Regions from separate parts of the Mus musculus genome. Here all the other regions are linked to region 2. A link is a contact called in public Hi-C and HiChIP or PLAC-seq data. All regions are on one chromosome and are shown on one strand. The core of a region is the stretch at or near the end of the contact, and the rest is flanking DNA. Distances in the headings are between cores, read along the strand shown.

Region 1 (5,968 bases), core at 2,118-4,617, 440 kb after region 2:
GCTGAAAAGGACTGGGAGGCAGGGCACACAGTTCCAATGGAGAAGAGGACACATGGGCAGAAACAAGCCAGGTGAGAAGTGGCATGATGACACAGGGTACAGAACAGACTGGAGACCATTCGACTGTAAGGTGTCACTCTGTGGGAACTCTGGGAGCCTGGAGTCATCAGAGACTCCTTCCTCCAGCCTGACTAACAAGCACCTTATTCGGACTGATCAGATGAGAGGCAAATTTAACCAATCATTTATGAGGCAAAGAAAGAGAACTCGGAGGATCTTTTCAGCCTTGTCAGTTATGAACAGGGAGGGAACACAGAAATGCCATGAGAAAAACTGTGTGGAAAAAGAATTGTCCTTAAAGTAAGCCATTTTCTAAAACACAAAAGAATGAAGGGCTCCCTAACCTTCAGGCAAAAGTCAGGGCTATCAATGTTAACTATAAAATACACTTAATGTATATTAGGGCAGGGAACTATGAAATCTAAAGTTCACAGTGACTGGAGCACTTTCTAAGACTTTTACAACTGTGATTACTCATCTATAAATGTAGATTAGCTTCTGACTCTTACCAAAGTCTAAGCTACCAAATTTCAGGCTTACACTGATCATAATGGAAAGACGTCCTTTTTTATTATTGAAAGTAGATTGTTTTCATACAATATGTTCTGATTAGTTTGCCTCCCCAACTCTCTACCCACCCAAGCCTACATCTTTTCTTTCTTTCTCTATCTTATTAGTATGCAAACAGGCATCTTAAAATAATGACAAAATAAAATACAATCAAACTGGAATAGGATGAAACAAACAAAAGAAGGAAAAGTATAAAAAACATATACAGACATGGAAAAACACACGTTCACACATTCAGGAAACCCATAAAAATGCAATACCAGACACCATAATACATATGCAAGCGACATGCAAGGGGGAAAAAAATAAATAAATAAAAATCATGTTCATACAAAGGATGTCCAGACAAAGGACTATGAAGTGTCCACTGAGTTGATTTTGTGTTGACCATCTACTGAGCTGTGAAGTCTAACAGCTTCAGGAATAACTACTTCTATAGCCTTTCTGTAAGTCCTAAGCAGATTTAACAAATGTCAGTAATACAGGAGAAGAGAAGAGGAGAGTGAAAGGAGAGAAACAGCTGATAAGGTACTCAGAGAGCAGGCTTCCAGCTACAGGTCCTGTGTGCCAGCGACAGCATGTCTGAAACAGTGTCTGACAAATAAGGAGATGGGGAAGATGATCACTGCTGTGTCTCCTTCCGTACCATAGTTGGGCTGGTCTGGCTGAGAGGTCTGAGCCACCAGATCCTTATTATGACGCAGGAAGAGGATAGTGTTCCTCAGAGTAAGTGCGTGGTCAAAGTATCTCTGTGCTTCTCCTTCACCAGTGCTCTGAACCTAAACCAAGAGAAAACAGATTTTCTTTAAACACCACTCTCATGCTATTCACACTAATAATCATGTAACTAACACAGGTTATTAAATTATTAGATATTAAAAAACAATAACAACAACACCAAAACTAAAACTGTAATTCAAAAACTTGCCCAGGAAATACTGAAGCCAATCACCTCACCCAACTGTGAGTAAGTCCCATCATCTAAAGGATGACTGGGAGGCCTCCAAGTACAACAATTTTAACAACGGAATAAACCAGAGTAGCACAGTTTATAAGCTTTGTGTCCTCTGTATGATTCAAAGAGGGAAAAGTTCCAAAGCCAGTTCTGCTTCATTCAAAAAAAGCATACAAGAATAATCAGATCAGAACATGAAGTGTACAGTAAGAGATAAAAACCATAACTAACAAAACATCTGGAAGAATAAGGAATGGAGATTACAAACACAAAACCAATTGGTAGGTATTATGTTGAGGTTTGGTCTGTTGCTCTTTATTGTACCACTAAATACTGGCCCAAGGGCTGCCCAGGGACAAGAGAATCCACGTGTACACCAAGTGGTGCTATGTGACCTTGCTTCTTAATTGAGAACTACTGACTGAATAAAGATGCCCACAGCCTATTGCTGGGAAGAAGAGAGGGAGGCCGAGTTTGGGTTCCCAGGCTTGGGGTCTGAAGAGAACCATGAGGGGAGGGGGTGCAGGGGAGAGAGAAGGTGGGGAGAGAAGATGCCATGGGACATGTGAGTCATGAACACACCGCCATGAGCACTGGCCAATGGGGGTTAAGAGCTGCCCACATGGAACAAGGCAAGTTATAACTCAGCATTATTAGTGAGGAAGGGGGTTTTAGTAGCTTAGAGGATAGATATATGCCTAGCTCTAATGCGTTAAAGGCTTATTATAAATATAAAAGTTGTATGTCTTTTATCTGGGAACTGAATGATCAAAGGATGGATAGAAACCCCCAACTGACATTAAACATTTATTACAACAGTATTATTTCATATATTTTTTGCACTAATGAATATAAAATTCCTATGGAATAGTAAAAACCTATTTATTTATGACTAAAGGAATTACAAAACCACTACAAATTCTCTAAATTGAACATTTAACATATAAAATTCATAACTAAACCACAAAAATCTACTTAAACTATTAGCCAGGTTGCAGGTCTGACAAAGAGAACACAAAGACCAGGGGCCAGGATGAAAGCAGTGAGAAGCAGCAGCAGCGTGAGGGACTGGGCTCACTCACTCACAGGGAGAGACAATACAGCAGGCATAACTATAACACTCAGGAACACCGCTCCACATTAAAAACAACAGGAACAAAAACTTAAATAACAACAGCCTCAGACCTTACCTCAGTCCTATCAAATTAAAAATAATAAAAGGCTAGATAGAAAAGATTATAGACAGTACACGGGCTAAAATATCTCTACCCTGTTTCTCAGCATATCAAATCATATTAGAAGTTAGTCATGTCACCTTACAAATCACAGAACTCATTCACTCCTTCACTGTGCTGACGTCTAAAGAGCTCCACAGGAGAAGATGGGGTAGAGCAGAGACAGGAAGCAGCAGGAATATCCCAAGCTCCAGGACAAGGAGCATGTACACTGGAGAGCCGCCCTGGTGTGCAGTAGGAAAGGTCCCAGACGGGCAGCCCAGGGCACTCACCTTCTCTAATTCTATAAGGAAGCTGTCCAGAGACTCATCTGAGAGTTTGCCTACTTCAAACATGGTGACTGCGTGGCTTTTCAAGTTCTGCAAAAAGAAGCACATTATTAAACTCTGCTTTTCCTTTTTTTATGCTAACAACATTTACTATGCTTCTACTACATTAAAACTGAAGGACAGGCAACGTGAGCGTGTGCTTCACTCCTCATTGGACACTCACACTGCTCACAGGAATGTAACACAGCTGGCTGCTTTCAGGACCTGTTCTAATCTTAAAGACATTTGCACAGCAGCAAATGACTTTATATCTTATCTTTACTGAAACCTCGTTACACCCACAGCATACCACTCACCGGTGAAAGGTTTCCCATCATTAAGAATGCAGTCAGAGTGGAGTCAAACAGGAATGCAATTCGCTTTGTGTACCCAGTGGACAGACTCAAACTGCTCACACTGGCCGTGTCAGCTGAAAGAAAAAAATGAAATATGGAATCAAGTCAATGAAAGCCTTCTTTGCTTATCTTCTGAACTAAGTTTTTGCTTCAGCTTTATCTGAACAGCCAAACAAACTTAATTAAATATAACCAATACCATAGTCTTAAGATATTCAAGTATTTTGCATCAGGGTCTCACTATGTAGCAAGGACTGGCCTTGAATTCCAATCCTCCTGCATCTAGCTCCCTGGTACAAAGATTACAGATATGTACCATTTCTTTCTTTCTTTTTTTTTTTTTTAAGACATTTAGATTTGTGTTCTTGCGCTAGTTTGTCAAATCAAACTGATACAAGCCAGGATCACTGAAGAAGGGAGAATCTCAATTGAGAAAATATCTCTGAGACACTAGCCTGAAGGCACATAAGTGGGGCATTTTCTTGACTACTGATTGATGTGGGAGGGCCCAGCTCTGTGCAGATGGTCCTGGGAAGTATGAGAAAGAGCTGGAGCCTGGGGAGCAAACCAGTGAGCAGCACTCCTCAGGGGCCTTTGCCTGAACTCCTGCTTGTTTCTGTCTTGGCTTCCCTTCACAACGGGCTGTGAGCTGGAAGCTCAAATAAACCCTTTTCCTCCTCAAGTTGCTTTTGGTCTTGGTGTTTTATCAGAGCAAGAGAAAAGCCTACAAGCACAGTTAATTTCCTTGAAAACCATAAACAAACATCCTTGGTAATCATCAGCTCAATAAGCACTACCAACAGGCTTATGTTCCTGAGTGTGTGGCCCAGGTGACAGGCAGAACAGGAGAAAGGCCAGCCCAGGCTCCGAGTACCCTCAGCGTCTCCCTTTGGCCTTAGCTGGCACTCTCTCTCTGGCTAACATGGCCTTTCCTGTGTGACCAGTGAATTCACAGCCGCTCTAACCACATCCTATTCCTGAAGGCAAAGGTTGGGACTTTGTTTATTTTTGCAGCCCCAGACACTACGACTATTTATGTTGGGGGGCTATACTCCATCCCTTCCTCCCTCAACTTAACTTCCTGACAGTAAATGCCACGTTCTTATTTGTCCTATACCTTCGGTGTTCACAACACTGGTAAGGACTCAGACTGCACACCACATAGGAAGCCAAAAGCAGAGCTATAAAGGAGATGCAGGGCTGTGTCTGGACATAGGGCGCACCGACAGACAGACTGTAAAGCACACTGAGGTGAGCGGCTGCTGACCTGGATCCTCTTGACTATTTGTGTCTGTGTCAGTAGCAGAAGAGGCTTCTTGCACGGGACTCCTACTCTCCCCGCCATCCCACGATAAGAGCATCTTTTGTGGGTCTAATGTGCTCCTATTAATGAAAAATACATTCATGTTTTTAAAAGCACATAAATGATCTCACGTGAACACAGCTACTGAAGTTGGTACTTGCAACTGTGAACAATCCACCCGAACATAAGCCAATGCACACATCTGAGACTGAGACGAGTTCTCAATCTGCTCTGGCCATAAAGAGCACTGTGACTAAAACCCAGGCACACGTTCTTCTCATTTCTTAAGTTTATAAAATAGTGTATGCGCTTTTTTCCTAAACAACGAGTTCTTGCTCTCCATCAGATTATACAGAAGATCCATCATACCCAGATGACTGAGGCACTAGTATACAGGATTCACCTCAATTGGCAGAGTAAATTAATAAAAATAAAAACAAAAACAAAAAAACCTTTCTGCATGTAAAAATTCTTTTCAAAAGGAAACTGTCATAAAGGACAAATGAATTACTTTAGTCTATTCACAGATGGAACATTCTTCCATGACGAATGAAGTTGATCCAAATTTATCACTTGTCCCTTCTTATGGGCAAAGCCCAATCGGCAATACATTGAAACAGCATTCTGAAAGGAACAGAAGGAAAATTAGCATTAAAACAGACATCAGATTATTTGAAGGAAAAAATTACCTTCCAAAACTAAGCCTCTGGTGATGTGCCAGAGTTCCTCCTGTACCGTGCCCACAGAACAGTCTGAGCCAGGACTGCGGTCCCTAGATCCTCTACTAAGGAGGCTGGAGTTACAGCTTTAACAAGATACTGACCAGGCTGCTTCTCGGTGCCCACATTCATGTGAGTGCTCTATTTCATCCCACCTGGTGGAAAACAGACTAAGGGCTTCCACCTTGCCCTTTCTCGCTCTGCAACCATCCCTCTACCATGCAGACTCCCTCAAGCAGCCAATAAGAATCAGTAAGTAATGTATCAAGATGAAAATCAACTAGCAAAATCCACCCAGTACTCACATTACAACGGGTTAAAAAAAAAAAAAACAAAAACAAAAACATACCTTCACCAGCGATAAGTCTATCTCAAGGACATTTGCAAGCTAGAAAACAAAAGTGAAAATTACCGTTCCATCTCAGAATTATCAGTAAGTCCTCTCAAGAATGTTTTTGCCAC
Region 2 (6,862 bases), core at 4,003-6,502:
ACTCTAGATTAGAAACTTTAGGAGAAAAAAAAAAAGAAGGAAAAAAAAATCCATTTTTAAGATATGTATAAAATTTGTATTAACCATGTTACATTTTCATTTTAAAATTCTCCAATAATGTCTGATTCTATTTAGATGCTCTTGAGACGGGGACTCAGCACTGTGTATGTAATCAAGGCTTGTCTTCAACTGTTCATCCTGCCACTGACTTCCAAGTGCTGATATCACAGGCACGTGCCTCCACATCTTCTGCACCACACTCCTATCCTGCCTTCAGCCCTTACTCTTCCTCCTCCACGTACACAAACTTGTTTTAGCCCCTCAGATGCCTCCTCCACAATGCACTTGTGTGTGTACTTTATCCTTAATTCTAGACCGGTAACGCCTGTGCTCCTTGGTCCCCATCATCACGTATTCCAAGGGGTTAGGCTTTGTTGTTGGCTTTTTGTTTTGTTTTTTGAAACGGGGTCTCTTTACATAGACCTGGATATCCTGGCTATGTAAACCAGACTTTCTTCAAACTCACAGAGATCCACCTGCCTCTGCCTCCCAGGTGCTGGGATTAAAGGTGTGTGCTTTTAACCACAGGTTCCTGTCGCACCAAGAACCTTTCCTCCCAGGACTCGCTATATGTGGGTGTTGTGTGACCTTTTGGTCTTCCACTATGAGGTCAGTGGAGTCTGGGTTTGGTTTGGCTTTGTCCACTGTTTCTTTGCTGAATCCAGTACATTGCTGGCTCTTAGTGTTATTTATGAATGGTCTTCCAATAAGAGTTTGTGATGGAGTTTTTATTTCCACGGCTTCTCCAGTAGGTGGCAGCATTAACAGCAAATGAAAAAACTTGATTTTATAGGTCTCGATTTTAGGTGTGAGCATTGCCCTGCTGCTGTTATTGATTTATTATCTGTCCTTAGTACTTGCCACACTGCTGTGTGGTTGCTTATTTATTGTTTCCTATATTGTATGCTACTGTCTGTCAAATATATCATACGGATACTTAGTTCACTATTTAGAATACAAGAAACATTTTCTGCCTATAAGAAAAAAATTCCAACTGTGGCATAAACAAGTTGGGTAGCCGGGGCCAGGGGTTGGGGAGTTGCAGATTTTTTTTTTTTTAATGGCAAAGATTAGACTTTTCAGGGTTCATGTTGCTGATCAAGGATTTCCTTAATACAAGTCCTGTATCCCATCTTAGCATACCTGGATGCTACATCTCCAGGGTAAGAACTCAACAGCCTCCTTGGAATGTCTGCTCCGTGCCAACACTAGCTTACCTGACTGTTGTAGAAAACTTTAATCCCAATCAGGGGTTTCTAGCTCACCTTTGATCATTTAGTCCTCGGGTAATGAGAAACCAGTGTTTTGCCTTCCCAGCTGTCTTTATTTCCCTTCCTGTCTTGTTATATAACCCAGGCCACCTGGGACTCAAGGATTAAACAATGTTTAGTGAAATGAATCCCACCAGCTCCGCCTGACACCAACTGCCTGGTCACAGCATATGACAAAAGGCAATTCCTCAGTCCCCAAGTGGTGCTCTGACTCATCTCCCTTGGACTCAAGCCCTAAGTTGGCACCTTTAGCATTTTAGTTCTGATATGGCAAGCTGTTGGCGCACGAGTGCAAAGAAACCTAGTCAGTGAAGAGGAAGTATGACAATTTAGGCAAACACAGGAAAGACTCTCTGAGAAAGGAGTGTTACAAGCAGGGCTCTGCAGTGGGGCCATAGGATAGCATTTCCTTGGGAGTTTACTGTGTAGAAGACCCTGCTCACAACAGTCTCATTGCCAACACACATATCATCATGTCCTGTTACAAGCAAATCACAATGGCTCACTTCCAGAGCACTGAAACTTTGGGGCCTAGTTCTGCTTCCTCCCCACCTAGCAAAATCTCACTCAACCAATTCAAGTACCAGTTCTAGTTCCTCATAGACTTCCTATTTATTTGTCAGAACTTTCTTCCCCTTTTTGCATCTGTCCAGCAAGTTATTGTGTGGCAGCTACTCTGCTCCAGCATTGAGGACCTCTGTACTCTCTGCTGCTAAGCTGTGAGCTCCCTGGGGAGAGGACTTTTTAACCTAATGGACCTTTATTTTCTGTACCTATCACATGTAGCAGGCACTGAATATTTGTGCTTAATGAGAAAGGCACCGGCACAGCCCTTATAGCTACTGTTGCAAGAAAGAGAGCAGCAGGCATGCACAACGCATGTAAGGCGGGGTTTTATAGCAAGACAAGGAAGAAGACATCCTGTTGTCTGTCTCCTTCATCAAGCAAACCAGCTCACTGGGCTTCAAAGTTCGTCAAAACAGAGCTCTATGTGATCCTCAGCGATTAGCTATCCTAGTGGCAAAAGCAGTGGAAAGTAGAAAGCCTTGTGACTCTATAATCAGATGGTTGGAAAACTGTGTTTCCTACCCACAGTAGCAACAGCTGCTACTGTTGCTTCTAGACATTTCATCTTGTATGTATATGTGTGTGTGTTTTATTTTTTTAATGAAAAAGAAATACTTTTCAGGGCTAGTAACACTGTTCAAGGATTTCCTCAATAAAGGAAGTCCTGTAATCCTGTTTTAGCATACCTGGATGCTACATCTCCAGGGTGAAAACTCAACAGCATCCTTAGAATGCCTGCTACATCTCTGTGCCAACACTAGCTTACCTGACCACTATAGGTACAAGTCATACTGTGGGAAACCAGAGCTTTGCCTTCCCAGCTGTCTTTATTTCCCTTCCTGTCTTGTTATGTAACTGGGCTACGTGGGACTCAGGATCGAACAACTCTTAGTGAAATGAATTCCACCAGCTACACCTGACACCAACTGCCTGTTCACAGCATCTGACAAAAGGCAAGCGCTTCCTATAGTTTCTTGACCAGGAAAAGAAGTCTATAAAAATCTTAGGATTTTTGTACAGCTATTATACTGCCCAAGGCTAGAACTTTAGATTACAGTTCAGAGAAGTGATCCTTGGTTTTAAGACAAGGTCTTACTCTATACCTTGACCAAGGTTGCCCTTGAACTTATAGCAATCATCTTGTCTTCAGCCTTCCAAGTACTGAGATTACAGGCATGAGTTATGCCTTAACTCTTTTTAACATAAAATAAAAAAGATCTAATATTTAATACTTTAATACCACACCCACACACAGACACTCCACTGAGAAATGCTATAGAATTTGAGTTACCTCTACTTACTGCCCCTTCCTATGTAATTTAGTCTCGGTATCAAAGCAGCATCACATTAATGCTTCAGTCTGGAGTTCATAACTTGGTCACACTGATTTTTCTCCAACCTATTATTTTCCAAGACCCCATGGCTACCACTTTAGTGCAAACCACTGTCACTTTGTACCTGCAAACTACAAAACATCTGTAGAAATGGACACTGGTTTCCCTATTTTGATCTTGGCTTACCAGTTGATTTCACATAATGTAGCTAGTACTCTGTGGGACCAATACTGTATTTCATGTAATAATGTCTGTATGACTTACTAGAAAAAAAAGCCACACGATCCAATTCAAGGAGGCTCTATATGCAAATAAATCCAAGACCAAATGAATATTAAGGCCATATCACTGAAAGCTAAGGTAAAAAATGCAGAATTCATGTCTGCACAGGTGAAACCTATTTTAATGAGTCACATTGGTTTCCTCTGATACTTTAATACATTCTCAATGTGATCAACAGAAGACAACTTTGGATCGATCTAGAGTTCATTTTCAGACCACAGATCACTTTAAAAGGTCACCAGAAAACAGAAGGGTGAGAACACAGCCCTCGATGAGGCACTCATCTGGCAATTACTGTGTCAGTAAATCTACTCCTTCTGGCCAACTAGAGGTCAGGGGCCGGCATTCTAGATCTAGGACTATGTGATCCACGTGAGGGGCGTAAGATTTCACTGGGTGGACATGCAAGATTCGTGTCCTCCATGGTTTCCCATGCACTTGATGAAGAAGAGAGGCGATCTGAGTTTCTGCAGATTCTGCCCATCTCCACCACTCTGGTTTGTTGGCCGATGATATTTCCCCCCTGAAATTCTCAGTAGTTCCATTTCCCTGTGTATCAGTGGTGATTTTCTGGGGACGAGGCCAGTGCTCTTTTTCCACGTTATTGCTTCCAGGTGGCTGTGGAGTCTTTCCTGAGAAAGACTCCACATTTTGGTGGATATGCAGAATACCCCCAACGTCCTTCCGAAGCACTTGGCAGGCAACGGGCCAGCCTTCTTTAGAACTGGGAATGAGCCCGAGGTTCACCCTATCTGCAATGTCTGAGAGCTTCAGTTTCCTGTTGTCCCCAAAATGTATTTGGCACCGGTCTGCCACTCCATTGATCTCCAAGTTGTTTCTTAAAGCAACTACAGCATGAGGATTCCATTCACAGGCATGTACGAAGGCAGCGCCAGCATGAACTAGGAAGGGCAATGTAAAATAACCAATCCCTGCGTAGAGATCCACCAGCACCTCTCCAGCACAGGACAGAGACGCCACTCGAAGTTTCTCGGTGATGTTTCCAAAGGAGAACATGCACTGTGTCACATCAAACTTATACCGGATGCCATTATCCATATGCTCTACCCAGCCATGGTCACCCAGCAGCAGAGTCACTGACGGAGTTCGAGTCCCATCAGGTAGCACCCGCCCTCGTTTTGCCAAACGTTGAACTCCCAGGGCCGAGGCAACAGTCTCCCAGAGTTCTGGCTCCAGACCTTTCCACAGCGTGGCTTGGAAGCAGTCTTCACTAAGCAGCATTAGGTCACCATGCCGTTGCCAAGACCGGGGCAAATCTGCCTCCAACTCAGCGGACCACGTCACTCCGCGGTCCTCCACCCAACGCCTCACCTCCAGACACAGTATCTGAGCAGGTGAACGAACCCGGGCCTTTTTGGAAGGAAGAGGATCCGGGAGCCGCGTCAGCACACAAGTGCTGCCTGGGGCCACGCGATCCCTCAGCTCCTGCAGATGCTGCTCAGAAAGGCTTTCCGCCAGCACCGGCAGAGCCACCGCGCCATCCCGCAGCTTCGCCACCCGGTGCAGCCTGTCCAAGAGTTTCTGCTCCTCCAGGTAGTCTCGGTATCTCTGCGTGAACCGGGGCTCAGTCACAACTGCGACAACTACAGACTCCTCACACTCTCTCTCCATGTCGCTAGTGTTTGTACCCCGTCGCCGTCCATCAGCGAGATTCTCCGGCTGCTCTCTCCCTGCAAATCTTCCACTACAACCGGAAGAGCTAAACTCGCTCCGCTACGGCGCATCGGAAGTGACGTCAATAAACAAAGCCAGATCTCGAAGTATTACTGCGATCAGGGAATGGAATTTCGGGTGCAGTGGGTTGCTTTCTGGAACCGCGGCAGCCATTTTTGTTATGGTTAGTCTGTACTTAGGAAACTTAGTAATTCTATGAACTAAAACTCATGAAATGAGTCGATATCCTCCGGAAACGTTATACACTCTCTTTAGCGATGCTCGTAATTTTTTTAAAAAGTGAATTTGCAGTGGATTGAATTTACAGAAAGGATTCCAAAACTCTAGTGTTGCTTATAAATTAGCACCAGCCACCTTATTGTTGGAAATGAAATGTTATAAAGCTTCCTTATTCCCTTTTCTTGCAAAGATTTTCATCACGGCTGCCTTGTTATCCAAGGAGGGAAACATGTCAACTCTCAAAAATGGGAATCTTTGTCTAGAAAATGTTGATTACCCGAACCACCTTGAGAGAATTGCTATTCTAATGAGAGATGGCCCAGAGGGTAAGGGAGTTATTTGCCACCAAGCCTGACAACCAGGATTCCCAGACCCCACATGGTAGAAAGAGAGAACGAAACCCAGGTCTTTTGCAAAATCATCAAAATCTCATAATTGCTGAATCTCTTGTCTTTTGTAAAACACATTTATCTTTTAGGGGGCAGCGTACTCACGCCATAGTGCAGGTGTCAAGGTCAGAAGACAACTTGCAGTGTCTCTCCTCTTTTTCCACCATGTGAGCTCTGAGGAAGAAACGAAACTCAGGTTGTCTGACTTGGTTGCAAGCTCCTTTACTTGTGCAGCCGTCTTGCCAGGCCATTCTCATCCTTTAGCGTATTGACTTATAGGTCTGTAAATGTAAACAGTGAAATGAATATTCATGAGCTATAGCCGTAGTACATTTACGTGGGCCCTATAAGAAAAATCAAATGTGAGACTTTTCTATCAAATGCTGGAAAACTTCTGTTTAGGACAGAAGTTGAAATCTTTTTTATCTCTCCCCAATTGTCAGACTTTTATGCAAATGTTTTAATTTTCCACCTACCCAGTAATCCCTTTGTTTACACAAAGGTCCATTGCTGTATTCCAGGAATTTGATATCCTGTAGCAGTGACTTCTTTCTTCTTCTAACCCTGACCCCTTTCAGCTTTCAATATTTCCTGTGTGCCAGTTCCCTTAATTAAGGCTGTGAGGCTGGACTCCAGACTGGGGAACAGACCCAGTTACCACCTGAGTTAGAATACAAGCCAAATGCACTTCCTGTGTTTGTGTGTTCTCTCTTCTAAGCACACCCTCTTGATCAAGAGGTGAAGTTTGCCTTGCCCAGACAATTAGGTTGGAATAGTAGTCTCTTCCTTTTCAACCTGGGACTTATTTCTAGCACTTTCCCATTGAGAGCATCCTTTTCCCACCAGGCTTGAGGACTCGGGTTATCTATACCTTTTTCTTCCGTGGCTCACTGGTTATTTAAGGCTGCATTGCTTTATTTCCATATACTCAAAAAAGTTTTCCAAATTATTGTTTTTATTTATTTCAGTTTATTTAAAAAATGTACTCTACCATTGTCAGAGAACATATTTTGTATGACTTGGGCTCCTGTAGACTTACTGGAGC
Region 3 (6,259 bases), core at 1,628-4,127, 260 kb after region 2:
TACTTTTTCTCGTTCCGAAATCCTGGCTTTCTATAGTGAGGCTCCCCATGAAGACAGTACACACTTGAAATCTTGAGGCATCTCCTGTCCAGGCCAAGTGGGTGAAGGAAAGGAGCCCAGCTGTGGAAAGGGAGACGAGAAGCTGAGGGAGGAGAGACCCATACCACTTCAAAGGCCTCTGCCTGCACGCTGAAGTTGGGGTTGTTCTTATAACTCTGGATCACGCAAGACTTCACGCCTCCTCCTCCACACTCAATGAGAACTTGTGGCCGGTCCACAGAGAGGAGCTGTACCTTCTTCATTTCTCGGACACCCCAGAAAAGGACCTGAGGAGAGGGTGGGCAGAGTCAGAGAGGAGCCTGGTGTATGACCAATGGAAAAGCCGATGTGACTCCTGGGAGCGACTGCAGACCGTGCAGCTGCTGGTAGGTCTCCAGTTCAGCTGGCAGGGTCTTTCTTGGGCGAGCTGGCCATCCTGCCATTGTCCTTTAATGATGCAGGTGGGACCACTCCCTCCCCATGAGTTCTAGGGGGCTACCCCTCCCCCTGCCACTTTCTGAACCATACCTCCACACGGTATTTACTCAGCACTGGCCGGATGTTGGAGGGAACAGGATAGATCTGTGTGATGTCCGGTGGGCCAGTGGGAGGGAGGCCCTGCAGCCCAGAAGGAGGGACCTGTGGCACAAAAGAACCCTCAGTGAGCAGACTTGAGAGAAGTGAGGAAGAGTAGCCAGGCTCTGCAGCACTTCCTCAGCAAGATATCTTTATTTCATCAGCCTCAAGAGCAACAAAGACCTTGCAGCCTATCACCTTCTGTCAATCATTGTTGACTGAAAAGCACGTAGTGAGCACTTGGGGTATGCCATGAGACACAGCTTTCAGTGATGATAGCAGCAGATAATGGGGAGTGAACCTCCCACAAGTATATAGATGTTCACAGCTTGATAAAAATAACACCAAAGTATGTATCAGTGGATGCAAAGGGGCTGTGGTCACATCCTAAGCTTTTGATGGCTCTACTAACCACTGCCTCCAGAGAGTCAAGAGCTACAGGAAGACCATACTGTACAGCTCTGGAACAAGATCGTATTTAATGAAATCAGAGAAGCAGAAAATAAAATCTTTTGAGTGTGGAACTTAGGAGGAAAGTGGGTCGCTTTTGTGCCCTTGGGCACCTTACAATCAGTGTGCTGTGCATAAATGCCAAACAAAGGACCTAGAGAAGTCTACTAAAGGCAGTCCCACATGTAGGCCATGTTGCCCTCTATCTGAGACCTACCTTGCTGCCCCCATCTGTCAAGAGCCTTTCTAGATTGGGTCCGGATTATTGAGGCCATTTCCTGCTCTCTGCCCTTTGTGCTGTATCTTCTATATAGACACAAGTATGGGAATTGAGTGACCAAGTACAGAAACCAGGCTTTTGTGAACGACTCTGTCAGCCATTCCATCTCCACCATACTTAAGAGCTGGGGGTAAATATTTAAGGTCATAAATGTTTGCCTTTTGGGGTGACTTCTCAGAGCTCTCTCAGGATAAGGAAACAATTCCCTTTTTCTGAGAATTTTTAAAATATGCCTTTTTAGAAGATTTTCTTTTATTTCATTTTAGTTGTTTAGTTTATGTGTATGAGTATTTGTCTGCACCCATGTGTGTGCACCTCTGGCCTGCTTGGTGTCTTTAGAGCCCAGAAGAGGCCATTTGATCCCCTAGAGTGATGCATAGTTGTAAGTCACCGTGTGGGTGCTGGGAACCAAAGTTGGGTCATCTCCAAGAGAGGCAAATGCTTTTAACTGTTGAGCCATCTCTGAAGCCCCATACATGTTGCCTTTTATAAAGCATGTCTAATAATGATTCTTGGAACCTGGGGAGGGTGAGAGTCAGGATGGAGCTGGACAAAAGATGACTAACACTTTTAGTTGTACTCAAGGGATAATTTCTAATGTCCTATAGCAGCAGGACAAACATGATTAGCAGAAATCGAGGGTTCTGAATATTGACTTCCCCTCTACACACACAAAGACGTGATAGATATCTGAAGTACTAGGGACCCCAAGTGCCCTGATCTGCCCATTCCACATTGTTTAAAAACCCATTTCACTTTATAATAGAGTGAGCATGAATTAGAAATATGCATGGTTGTTACATGACAGATTGAAATAGAATACAAAGAATGTCCATAGTCAGCTCTTTCCTGGTCACTGTCTCAGCTGGTTGTTTCCTATTCATGACACATGGTACTGGGTTATGTAAGGACACTTTCATACAAGTGGACAGGATTCTCTCACCCCCCCCCCATTAGTCCTCTTAGTTCACCCAGAGAGTTTCATTTCTACTTTCTTGTCTTACACACACAAGACTTGACATAACTATATAAGCTCTAAGAAATACAAATGAGAAAAATATCTGCAGTATCTGTCTGTGTGCCTTTTAGCGCTTCTGTGGCTTTATGAGTGATGTTGGAGGAGCAGTTAGCCTCCCAGATGCAGTGACTTTAGCAGCCAGTGCCAGGCAGCTGGGATCTATCCTCACTGCACCAGCTTCCCATTCCAGCTCATTCTGTAGCTTCGTTATCTCTGACCTATTTGGTATTTGAGCATCTGCATGTCTCTTTCTGGGCTTTCAAGTAGTTGGCTTAACAACATCTGCCATGGCCAACAAAATACGTCTGTAATAATGAAATGGAGGGTGTTCAGCTTTGCCAGTTTTGATGAGCAGTCTTCTAACATATGGAGCTAATGTGTCAGTCAGCTAGTAAACATTTATCAAGAAAACACTGCATGTGCAGTACTGCCTGAGGGCTTGGAGAGTCAGAAGAAGTAAGGAAAGATGTCCTCTTGTCCAAGCTCCAAGCTTCACGGAGATGAGTCATAGACCCCAAAGCAGCAGATCCTGAAGGACCCACGTGGTACCCAGCTCGGTGTCTGAGGCTCAGAGAAGGAGAGTACAGGATTACTCACAAAAGCCTGGTTTCTGCACTTGGTTGCCCGATTCCCATGTCTTCACAAGGAAATGGTCAGTGTGGCCTGTATACATAGCTCAGTACATGGGGTCTTGGGGAGGAAGAGGCTATTATGAAGGTGATGTAATTCAACATGGGACAAGTGGAGTGATTTGTTGCGAACAATTTGCTCTAATATTTCAGGGAAGATGAAATATAAAGAACTCACTAAGGTCTAGCTACACAACCAGGGCAAAGACGGGTACTTGGTGTACCCAGTGCAAAAATTAAAGAGCTGTTTACTCGCAGAGCCATGTATGACCTTAATCTGAGCCCTGCACATCTGGATAGCTACAGATGTTCAGTAGCCCTTCTCCTCTCTCTGTCTTCCTGTCTGTGCTCTCATTGCACAGCCTTCTCTTCCTCATCGCAGGGATGAAGGACCATGCTTGGGCTCTCTCACTTTCTAGCTGGATGAACTTGGGAGAGTTACTCCGGATCTCTGCATCTCAGCCCTGTCACTGGTAAATTGGAGACAGTGATGTCCATGTCACAGAGCTGCTGTAAAGAGTTGAGAGGCACGTCCAGCACTCACATGCTTCCTGCCACAGAGAATTTCTGAGGAGGGGAGGCAAGCTGCATTGGCTTCCTCAAGGCTCAACTTTAACTTGTCTCTAGTTGAATGGAGTTGACTCTGGATTGCTCCTGTGTAGGGTGGATGAAGTCCTGAGAGAATGTATGCTGTTGGCATGACAACCACCATATTAAGGACTCCAAGCCTCAGAACCATGGGAATGGCAAGACTTCCCCCATGTCTCAGTCCAGACGTTAACAATGTGTACACAGAGTATTAACTATAGCTTCCTCTTCCCAGGTATCTATGGCCTGACACTGCTCCCCTGCAGAGAACCCTACTGAGATTAGCTAACCCACACTCTCATTCAGTAGAATCTAACACACACTGGCTTTCCAGGATGCTGTTGTGTCTCCATCAGAGCACATGGCCACCTGATTAGTTCCAATGCAGTGCAGAGCAAAGCCCTGGAGGCTTCAAAAATAATTCATAAGTAAAAAAAAACATATTAGTTAAGTTCTCTAGAGGGAAATTATATGTTTGGGCTTCAATTTCTCTACAGATTGTTATATCCAATGTCCATTGAGCAGTAACACATGGTACGAAAGGAGGGGACAATGCAGTCAAATGTCAAGAGAGACAACACCAAGCAAATAGATCCCAAGGGACTTGGGGAGAATCGTCATCAGATATAAACTCTACAATAACCATGCTTAATCTGCTCGATGAAAGACACAGTAAAGGAACTCAGAAAAGAACTGGAACCTAAAGTAAAGAGGAAGAGATGGAAATTCTATCACGATCCATAGAACCACCAGAGAAAAAAAAACTTGGTGAAAGTTTACTTTCCAAAGGAGCAATGATAAGGATAACACACAGCTTCTCACCAGAGAAGGGAAGCCCAAGGCCAGAGTGGTAGTTTCAAAACACTGAAAGACACTGTCACCAACACTGGCAAAAAAAAAAAAAAAAAACCTCAGAGGAAATATATCCTAGTTCAAACAGCAAATGTGTGCATGAGTGTGTGTGTATGTGTGGTGTTTGTGTATTGCATGTGTGTGTGTACGCGCACGCATGTGTGTGTGTGTGTGTGTGTGTGTGTGTGTGTGTGTGTGTGTGTATGTGAGTGAGTGTATGTGTGTGTGCATGTCCTGGCTAGACAGAGACCTTAGTGCTTCCCAGGAAAGAAATGTGAGTTCAAGCATGTACATGCACTGGCATGTTAGCCAGCAGTGGAGGCAAGTGCCACCTCTATGATTAGCTGATGACTCAAGAAGACTCTCCTGGGCCCAAGCAGAGTCTTCTGGAAGATCTTAACATTATGCCAGAGTCCTCCTTCTTGTTTTGCTGATCTGTCCCTAGCTCATTTCAGGTGAATGTCACAATTCAGCTTAGTAGATCATTAATTGATAGCTTTCAATCAGGGAGACCACACAGAGATGCTGTGTAAAACTAGTCCATTCACTTAAGTTAGACTACCAATGAGATGGTTTAACGAGCAGCAAACCTGAAGAAGGAAAATCTTACTTTGCTCAAGCCGGTGGGGGCTTCAGTGAAAGGCAAGAACAAGATAGCTTTCCCTTGAACTGTATCAAAGGGACAAAGATTAAAAATACATTTTAAAAAGTGGGCAGAGCGGTCGCCATCTTGGTCCGGGACCCGCCGAACTTAGGAAATTAGTCTGAACAGGTGAGAGGGTGCGCCAGAGAACCTGACAGCCTCTGGAACAGGCAGAAGCACAGAGGGGCTGAGGCAGCACCCTGTGTGGGCCGGGGACAGCCGGCCACCTTCCGGACCGGAGGACAGGTGCCCGCCCGGCTGGGGAGGCGACCTAAGCCACAGCAGCAGCGGTCGCCATCTTGGTCCGGGACCCGCCAAACTTAGGAAATTAGTCTGAACAGGTGAGAGGGTGCGCCAGAGAACCTGACAGCTTCTGGAACAGGCGGAAGCACAGAGGCGCTGAGGCAGCACCCTGTGTGGGCCGGGGACAGCCGGCCACCTTCCGGACCAGAGGACAGGTGCCCACCCGGCTGGGGAGGCGGCCTAAGCCACAGCAGCAGCGGTCGCCATCTTGGTCCGGGACCCGCCGAACTTAGGAAATTAGTCTGAACAGGTGAGAGGGTGCGCCAGAGAACCTGACAGCCTCTGGAACAGGCAGAAGCACAGAGGGGCTGAGGCAGCACCCTGTGTGGGCCGGGGACAGCCGGCCACCTTCCGGACCAGAGGACAGGTGCCCGCCCGGCTGGGGAGGCGACCTAAGCCACAGCAGCAGCGGTCGCCATCTTGGTCCCGGGACTCCAAGGAACTTAGGAATTTAGTCTGCTTAGGTGAGAGTCTGTACCACCTGGGAACTGCCAAAGCAACACAGTGTCTGAGAAAGGTCCTGTTTTGGGCCTTCTTCTTCGGCCAGGAGGAGGTCCAAATACAAGATATCTGCGCACCTTCCCTGTAAGAGAGCTTGCCAGCAGAGAGTGCTCTGAGCACTGAAACTCAGAGGAGAGAATCTGTCTCCCAGGTCTGCTGATAGACGGTAACAGAATCACCAGAAGAACAATCTCTAAACAGAGTCAACTATAACTACTAACTCCAGAGATTACCAGATGGCGAAAGGTAAACGGAGGAATCTTACTAACAGGAACCAAGACCACTCACCATCACCAGAACCCAGCACACCCACTTCGCCCAGTCCAGGGAACCCCAACACACCTGAGAACCTAGACCTAGATTTAAAAGCATATCTCATG
Region 4 (5,922 bases), core at 2,983-5,482, 420 kb before region 2:
TATGTACTACTGTGCCCAGTTTTATGTAGTACTAGGGAGTGAGTCCAGGAATTCATGTGTGCTAAGCTAGCACTCTACCAACTAAGCCATATTCCCAATCCCTATTTCATGCCTTTTTTTTTTTTAAATCATTCAAACATTATAGACTATATGGAGTTTCTTTTGAAGATGATAATCTTTTTTTTGTTTGTTTTTTGTTTTTTGAGACAGGGTTTTTCCGTGTAGTCCTGGTTGTCCTGGAACTCTGTAGACCAGGCTGGTCTTGACTCAGAAATCCGCCTGCCTCTGCCTCCTGAGTGCTGGGATTAAAGGCGTGCACCACCACGCCTGGCTGCCATGATAATCTTTTAATAGATAAAGGTGATAATTACTCAAATTCTTAGAAAAGAGCAAAACCACTTTGTACATTTTTGGGGGGGGTGTTTTCGAGACAGGGTTTCTCTGTATAGCCCTGGCTGTCCTGGAGCTCACTGTGTAGACCAGGCTGGCCTCAAACTCAGAAATCCACCTGCCTCTGCCTCCCGAGTGCTGGGATTAAAGGCTCGTGCCACTACTGCCCAGCCACAATTCTTTTTTCTTCTCTCTGTCCCTTTGTCCACAAATCCTAAAGTCCCACCTCTGTCTCCCTGACCAACCATTGGCTGCTGGCCACTTTATTTACCAATCAGAACCAACTGGGGGTCAAGGACCCTCAGCATCTTTCATAAGGATTCTCCTGCAATTTTAGGAATCCAATTAACACAATACAAGTTTTAAACCTATGCTACGCACACTCCAGTGAAGTCTGCTTGGTAGGCCAAGAGGCCTGGAAGCTCTCACAAGGCAAGGAGTTTCAAGGAAACTCAACCTCCTGGAACCAGGCATTCTTATAACCCATATACTCATACCTTAGCCCTGCGTTAGTCTGGTGTATGGATCCACGTGCTCTCTTTTTACACGTGCTCTCTTTTAGTATTTTATTATAAGTGCCTTTAAAGATTAAATTCTGACATAGCTAAGCCTTCCCCAGTGTTCCAACATTCCAGAAAACCCTTGAAGCGACAAACTTGGAATTCAGTAAGAAGGTTACCTATTCAGTAACATTCAAATTTACTTCTAATAGAGACAGTGAAACTAATTAGGCATTACAAAGAACAGAGCCAAAATAGATCAGGGCCGGTTTGCAGAGTGTTTACTTGGGACAATAGCCAGTCTTACCCAGACAAGGGAATTCGCAATGGCCTAGTGAATAGGTGAGTTTACCATGAAAGAGTTAGGGAATCCAGAGACAGGTTTCTTCACTAGGCCCAAAGAAACAGCATAATCAGGCATTTACTAAGAACCCCTGGTGGTGGATTTAACAATAGACTAGCATTATACCTGGCTCCCTTCTTAGTGGTAAACAAGGCCTGGTCCCTGCCATCTTTTGATATATACATTTCTTTTGTATTGTGTCACTGTAACTTAGAGAGGATGTGTTTGCCTGGTTTCTTGTTACTCTTCTGTATAAAAAGTTTGATGCTCGACTTTTACATTCATATTATACACAATCTCTTGTGTTGCTTCTGTTTGTCATTCATTTGCCAACTCCTTGTCTACCTGCAACCAGAGACTCATCCTCTGCAGACAGGGACCAAAAAAGGTCTGCAGCAAACCTAATTCACAGAATGTGTCAGTACAGTAGCAACTGTAGGTGTTCCTCCAAGATCCATGACGTCACTACTTTGGGTAGTTGGCTAGGTTTCCAGTACCTGGTGTGATTTCCCTTCTGCTGAGTGAGTCTAAAGTCCAATTAGAGAGCTGTTACATTGTTACTTTGTACATTTTAAAACAGTTTTTTGAGATTATACCAAGGTCATGTAGGCCACTACTGTACTCCTATGGTAATCTTGCCACACTGGTTGTTGTGGTTCATAGGTGTCTTAGTTAAGGTTTTACTGCTGAGAACAAACACCATGACCAATGCAACTCCTTTTTTTTTTTTAAAGATTTATTTATTTATAATATGTAAGTACACTGAAGCTGTCTTCAGACACCCCAGAAGAAGGAATCAGATCTCGTTACAGATGGTTGTGAGCCACCATGTGGTTGCTGGGATTTGAACTCAGGAGCTCTGGAAGAGCAGTCGGTGCTCTTAACCACTGAGCCATCTCACTAGCCCCCAATGCAACTCTTGTAAGGATAACATTTAATTGGGGCTGGCTTACAGGTTCAGAGGTTCAGTCCACTATCATCAAGGCAGAAACATGGCAGCATCCGGACAGGCATGGTGCAGTAGGAGCTGAGAGTTCTACATCTTCACCTGACAGCTGCTAGCAGAATACTGGTTTCCAGGCAGCTAGGATGAGGGTCTTAAAGCCCATGCCCACAGTGACACACCTATTCCAACAGGGTCACACCTTCTAATGGTGAAAGTCCCTGGGCAGAGCATATACAAACCATCACATTCCACTCCCTGGCTTGTTCAAACATGAGTCTTTGGGGCTCATACCTAAACATAGCATAATAAAAATACATTGATTCTAACTTACAAAGCCCCTATAGTCTATAGCAGTCTCAACTGTTAAAAGCCCAAAGTTCAAGGTCCTGTCTGAGATTCATCCAATCACTTAATCCCCAAAGCAAAAGATAGGAAACCAGCTGGGCAACTCCAAACTCTGCATCTCCACGTCTGATGTCAAAGCGGTCTTCAGATCTCCAACTCTTTTTTTCCATTTTTGTTGACTGCAACCAACTTCTTTCTCCCAGGCTGGTTCCACTCCGTTAGCAGCTTTCCTCAGCAGATAGCCCACGACTCTGGCATCTTCAATGTAACTTCAATGTTACAGCTTCTTGTTTCAGTGTTTGGGATCCACACATGATCTTCTGAGCTCCTCCAAAGGGCTTGCTTCACTTCTCCAGCTCTGCCCTCTGTAGCACTCTAAGCTCAGGTTGATCCACTCCACTACTGCTGCTGTTCTTAGTGATCATCCCATTATACTGGCATCTCCACTATGCTAGGGTCTTCTGCTGCAACTGGGCTTCACCAATAGCCTCTCATAGGCTTGCTTCATAATGCCAAACCTCAAATCCTTTGCATGACACCTTCAATCCTACACTGGGGCATCGAGCCTCCATACGACCAAGAGCCTCCTCTCCCATTGATGCCAGATAAGGCAGGTCTGCCATCCAAATATTCAGGAGGTAGAGGCAGGAGGATTATGAGTTTGAAGTCATCAAGGTCACCAAGATACTGTCTTAGAGAGGAAGAAAGGAAGAAAGAAAGAAAGAAAGAAAGAAAGAAAGAAAGAAAGAAAGAAAGAGGAAGGAAGGAAGGAAGGAAATATATATTGAGTCAGAGCTTTCTAAAGGGACTAAAGCACTACAAATAAAAAAATTGTTTTCTAGCATAGGAAAAATAGCCAGAGTATGAATAAGGTTAAAGAGCAAACCACTAGCTGGCTTAGAAACAAAACACAGACAAGGGGTTTAAACTAGTGTCTGGAATACAACTAGGAGAACAATTTAATAAAAAAGCACGAACAGAGAATTATTCTCTATTCTCTATTGTTCTGCAAATAATGCTGAAACTCTGGGACAATTTCTATCCTCAGATAAACAGAGATTTGAAAAGCACAACCACATGCAGTTTTGGCCAGACCTTGGGCGGGGCGGGGGGGGGGGGCCCACAGTGCGGGAAGGAACAAAACACATTTTCTTACCAAAATCCCAACTTTTTTCCCCCTTTGCTATAGCAATTCAGCTTCTACAGAAAACTCTTCAGACATTCATGTGAAAAAGTTCTGTCCCCAGGTGGAAAGTTCTTGAAACAAATCACTAAGTGGGCAAAGTGGACTATGGCAAATTTGATGTATTGCTAGTATTCTGTTATGGGAGAATTGAGACAGATTCCGAATCTATATTCCTTATTTGTTGCATGTGGAATAAATACCAGCATTTACATGTTGGGTATAAGATATGGCAGATATAGATGGTGGCAAGCCATGATCAGTATTTATTCCTTGCTCAAAACCACGTCAACAGTAGTTTCAATCAAAGGTCCCTGAGTTTTAGAGGACCTCACATGGCTACCCCATTTACTGGATCCGAGTATTCACATGACCAGTGAGATTTTCAGGATGATTTAACTGCTTGGCTGTGGGAAGTCCATGGAGCAGAGTCTAATCTTGAGCTTCTCTCCTGTTTGCTTGGAGAGCCGCTTTGCTTAGTGATCTTAGCTGCAAAGGATTCTACACTGTGTCAGCAGGTGGCTCCAGAGGCAGCTGTTTGTAAGATGGCAACAAAATGAAAGCAGTGTTGCAGAGCAAGCTGACTGCTTAATCTCATGGTCTACAAACACTAGAAAAAAACAAAAGCAATATTGTGTAAATGCTATGTAACTCAGACAAACCTGGAAGTAATAGAGGATTATGGCCACAGATACTCTCTAATGTGAGTCACATTATATAACTACAATTATGTAATTATGTGAAGTGTGTATTATATGTATTGGGAGAGAAAAAACGTGTGCAAGAATGAGAGGGGCGAAAGGAGAGAAGGAGGGAGGGAGGGGAGAGAGAGGTTTAGAGGGCAGAGGAGAAGGTTAAATTTTCTAATAAATTTATTAGTCTCAAATGTTCTCAACCTAGCACCCATCCACTACATGCCAATCTCCTGCCAGATGTCAAAAGACCAAGACTGGACAGTCCTGATGATGTGCAGGAAAATTCTAACTCTTGGTACCATACAGGTCTCTACACAAAGTCAGGTCTTTATACACAGACCTGGGAGAGGTGGGCACTGAGAGTGTCCTTTCCCCTTATAATCAACCACTCACAAAATTGACCTCACCTCCTAGGAGTCCATTTGCCTTGGTCAGCCCCAACCTCATGTCACACCCAGGTTAACCTCACTTCACACCCAGGTTATGGTGGAGGATGTGGGAGGAGCAAGACTATTTTTTCGGGATAGCATTTGAAACATAAATGAAGTAAATACCTAATAAAAAAATTGGAAAGAAAAAAAAATAAAGGCATGCACCACTAACCTGGCCCCCTCCTGTGGCGTTTTGTCACAGTAGCACTAGAAAACTAAGAAAGGAACAGAAATAGGAATACCCCTCAGAAGTGCAATATAGTTGCTTTTGCATGTTTCAGAAATGACCAGCACCAATGGTGCCTAGAGTCTGGCCAGGGTTCCTCACTGTGCAATCTGGACGAGTCTTAAGAAAAGGATACCCACCCTATTCCAACAGTCTTTATGAGACATAGTCCAGGCTTATCAACAGCAAGGCTCTGAGGCCCATTCAAGTTTCCATGTGTTTATAAAGTTCGCATTTGGCCTCACTTCACCTGAGATATACCATGCCTAACTTATCACAGAGAGGTGACCACAAAGGGACAGATTTGGGTGATATTTAGTTTCTGCTGTTCAAAAGTCAGATTTGGCTACAAGATACTAATGGCATCCTTGGAAAACATATTGCCTGAAGTCCTCCGGCATGTTGAGGGCTTGGAGCTCAGTCAAAGGGTTCTTCCTAGGGGAGATAGTGCAGGAAGTGGGTCTGGGGTGGACAAGGCTTTGGCTGAAGGTGAAGAACTTTACATTTTTAAACATAACTCTGAGAGGGAGGAACCGTTGGCTCCATTTTCCTTTCATTACTATCTTGCCTAAAAATTACACTCCAGCCACCTACTATCTGACATTGCATCTTAGATTAGTTGTGTGTGTGTGTCTGTCTGTCTGTCTGAGTACATGTGTGCTATGCATATGTGTGAGGATATACTTGCTGTGAATATGAACCTGTGTGAAGATCACAAGTCAGTATCTAGAGCCCAGCGTGTTTTCCTGGGTCACTCATTCTCTCTGTTGGATTGGCAAGATGAGCTGGCTGTTTGCCTCCAATCACTTTACTGGCTGGTCTTGTAATACCAACTTGACACAAGTTGGAATTATCACAGAGAA

The links. A called contact is a pair of places that touch in the nucleus more often than the background predicts. HiChIP or PLAC-seq counts read pairs in DNA pulled down with a chosen protein or histone mark.
Region 1: a contact with region 2 is called in an H3K27ac HiChIP or PLAC-seq map of extraembryonic endoderm stem cells. The contact joins the enhancer-like site here to the promoter of Trmt12 in region 2. A contact is called at or near these places in 11 of 39 promoter capture datasets (the HPC-7 cell line, the SN4741 cell line, Sertoli cells and 7 more), 4 of 15 datasets of contacts at CTCF or cohesin (the NIH/3T3 cell line, embryonic stem cells, large pre-B cells and 1 more), 4 of 484 Hi-C or Micro-C datasets (bone marrow-derived macrophages, embryonic fibroblasts, embryonic stem cells and 1 more), 37 of 115 datasets of contacts at active chromatin or transcription factors (the 230-238 cell line, the NIH/3T3 cell line, the SCID.adh cell line and 26 more) and 5 of 9 other capture datasets (adipose tissue, embryonic stem cells, liver and 2 more).
Region 3: a contact with region 2 is called in an H3K4me3 HiChIP or PLAC-seq map of the SCID.adh cell line, with 20 read pairs. The contact joins the enhancer-like site here to the promoter of Trmt12 in region 2. A contact is called at or near these places in 2 of 39 promoter capture datasets (cranial neural crest and embryonic stem cells), 2 of 15 datasets of contacts at CTCF or cohesin (the NIH/3T3 cell line and pro-B cells), 1 of 484 Hi-C or Micro-C datasets (bone marrow-derived macrophages), 17 of 115 datasets of contacts at active chromatin or transcription factors (the SCID.adh cell line, acute myeloid leukemia, bone marrow-derived macrophages and 8 more) and 4 of 9 other capture datasets (adipose tissue, embryonic stem cells, liver and 1 more).
Region 4: a contact with region 2 is called in a Hi-C map of liver, with 1.7 times the contacts expected there. The contact joins the enhancer-like site here to the promoter of Trmt12 in region 2. A contact is called at or near these places in 9 of 39 promoter capture datasets (the C10 cell line, the HPC-7 cell line, cranial neural crest and 4 more), 6 of 484 Hi-C or Micro-C datasets (the G1E-ER4 cell line, the N1E-115 cell line, embryonic stem cells and 2 more), 13 of 115 datasets of contacts at active chromatin or transcription factors (the 230-238 cell line, the SCID.adh cell line, acute myeloid leukemia and 8 more) and 2 of 9 other capture datasets (adipose tissue and pancreatic islet).

The regions. Positions count from the first base shown.
Region 1 is chr15:58,430,105-58,436,072 of GRCm38.p6, reverse strand. It overlaps Fam91a1 (family with sequence similarity 91, member A1), which reads right to left. Exons shown (of 24, transcript NM_145959.3): 10 at 5,856-5,894; 11 at 5,299-5,411; 12 at 4,752-4,867; 13 at 3,446-3,558; 14 at 3,093-3,179; 15 at 1,277-1,409. Among named protein-coding and RNA genes, the nearest start is that of Fam91a1, 18 kb to the right of the region's middle. Within about 2 kb of position 3,367, at least 18 of the 459 cell types and tissues checked have an H3K27ac peak or open chromatin away from gene starts, as enhancers often do. A contact at or near this core is called in extraembryonic endoderm stem cells and intestinal villus epithelium, where this site is marked.
Region 2 is chr15:58,871,039-58,877,900 of GRCm38.p6, reverse strand. Trmt12 (tRNA methyltranferase 12) reads right to left here and starts at 5,252. Exons shown (of 1, transcript NM_026642.2): 1 at 1,120-5,252. The coding sequence starts at 5,146. The coding sequence ends at 3,806.
Region 3 is chr15:58,612,894-58,619,152 of GRCm38.p6, reverse strand. Fer1l6 (fer-1-like 6 (C. elegans)) reads right to left here. Exons shown (of 41, transcript NM_001370912.1): 23 at 568-678; 24 at 165-326. Among named protein-coding and RNA genes, the nearest start is that of Gm36451, 19 kb to the right of the region's middle. Within about 2 kb of position 2,877, at least 13 of the 459 cell types and tissues checked have an H3K27ac peak or open chromatin away from gene starts, as enhancers often do. A contact at or near this core is called in the SCID.adh cell line and bone marrow-derived macrophages, where this site is marked.
Region 4 is chr15:59,289,976-59,295,897 of GRCm38.p6, reverse strand. It overlaps Gm36617 (a long non-coding RNA gene), which reads right to left. Exons shown (of 4, transcript XR_875370.3): 4 at 3,947-4,317. Among named protein-coding and RNA genes, the nearest start is that of Sqle, 22 kb to the left of the region's middle. Within about 2 kb of position 4,232, at least 16 of the 459 cell types and tissues checked have an H3K27ac peak or open chromatin away from gene starts, as enhancers often do. A contact at or near this core is called in bone marrow-derived macrophages and liver, where this site is marked.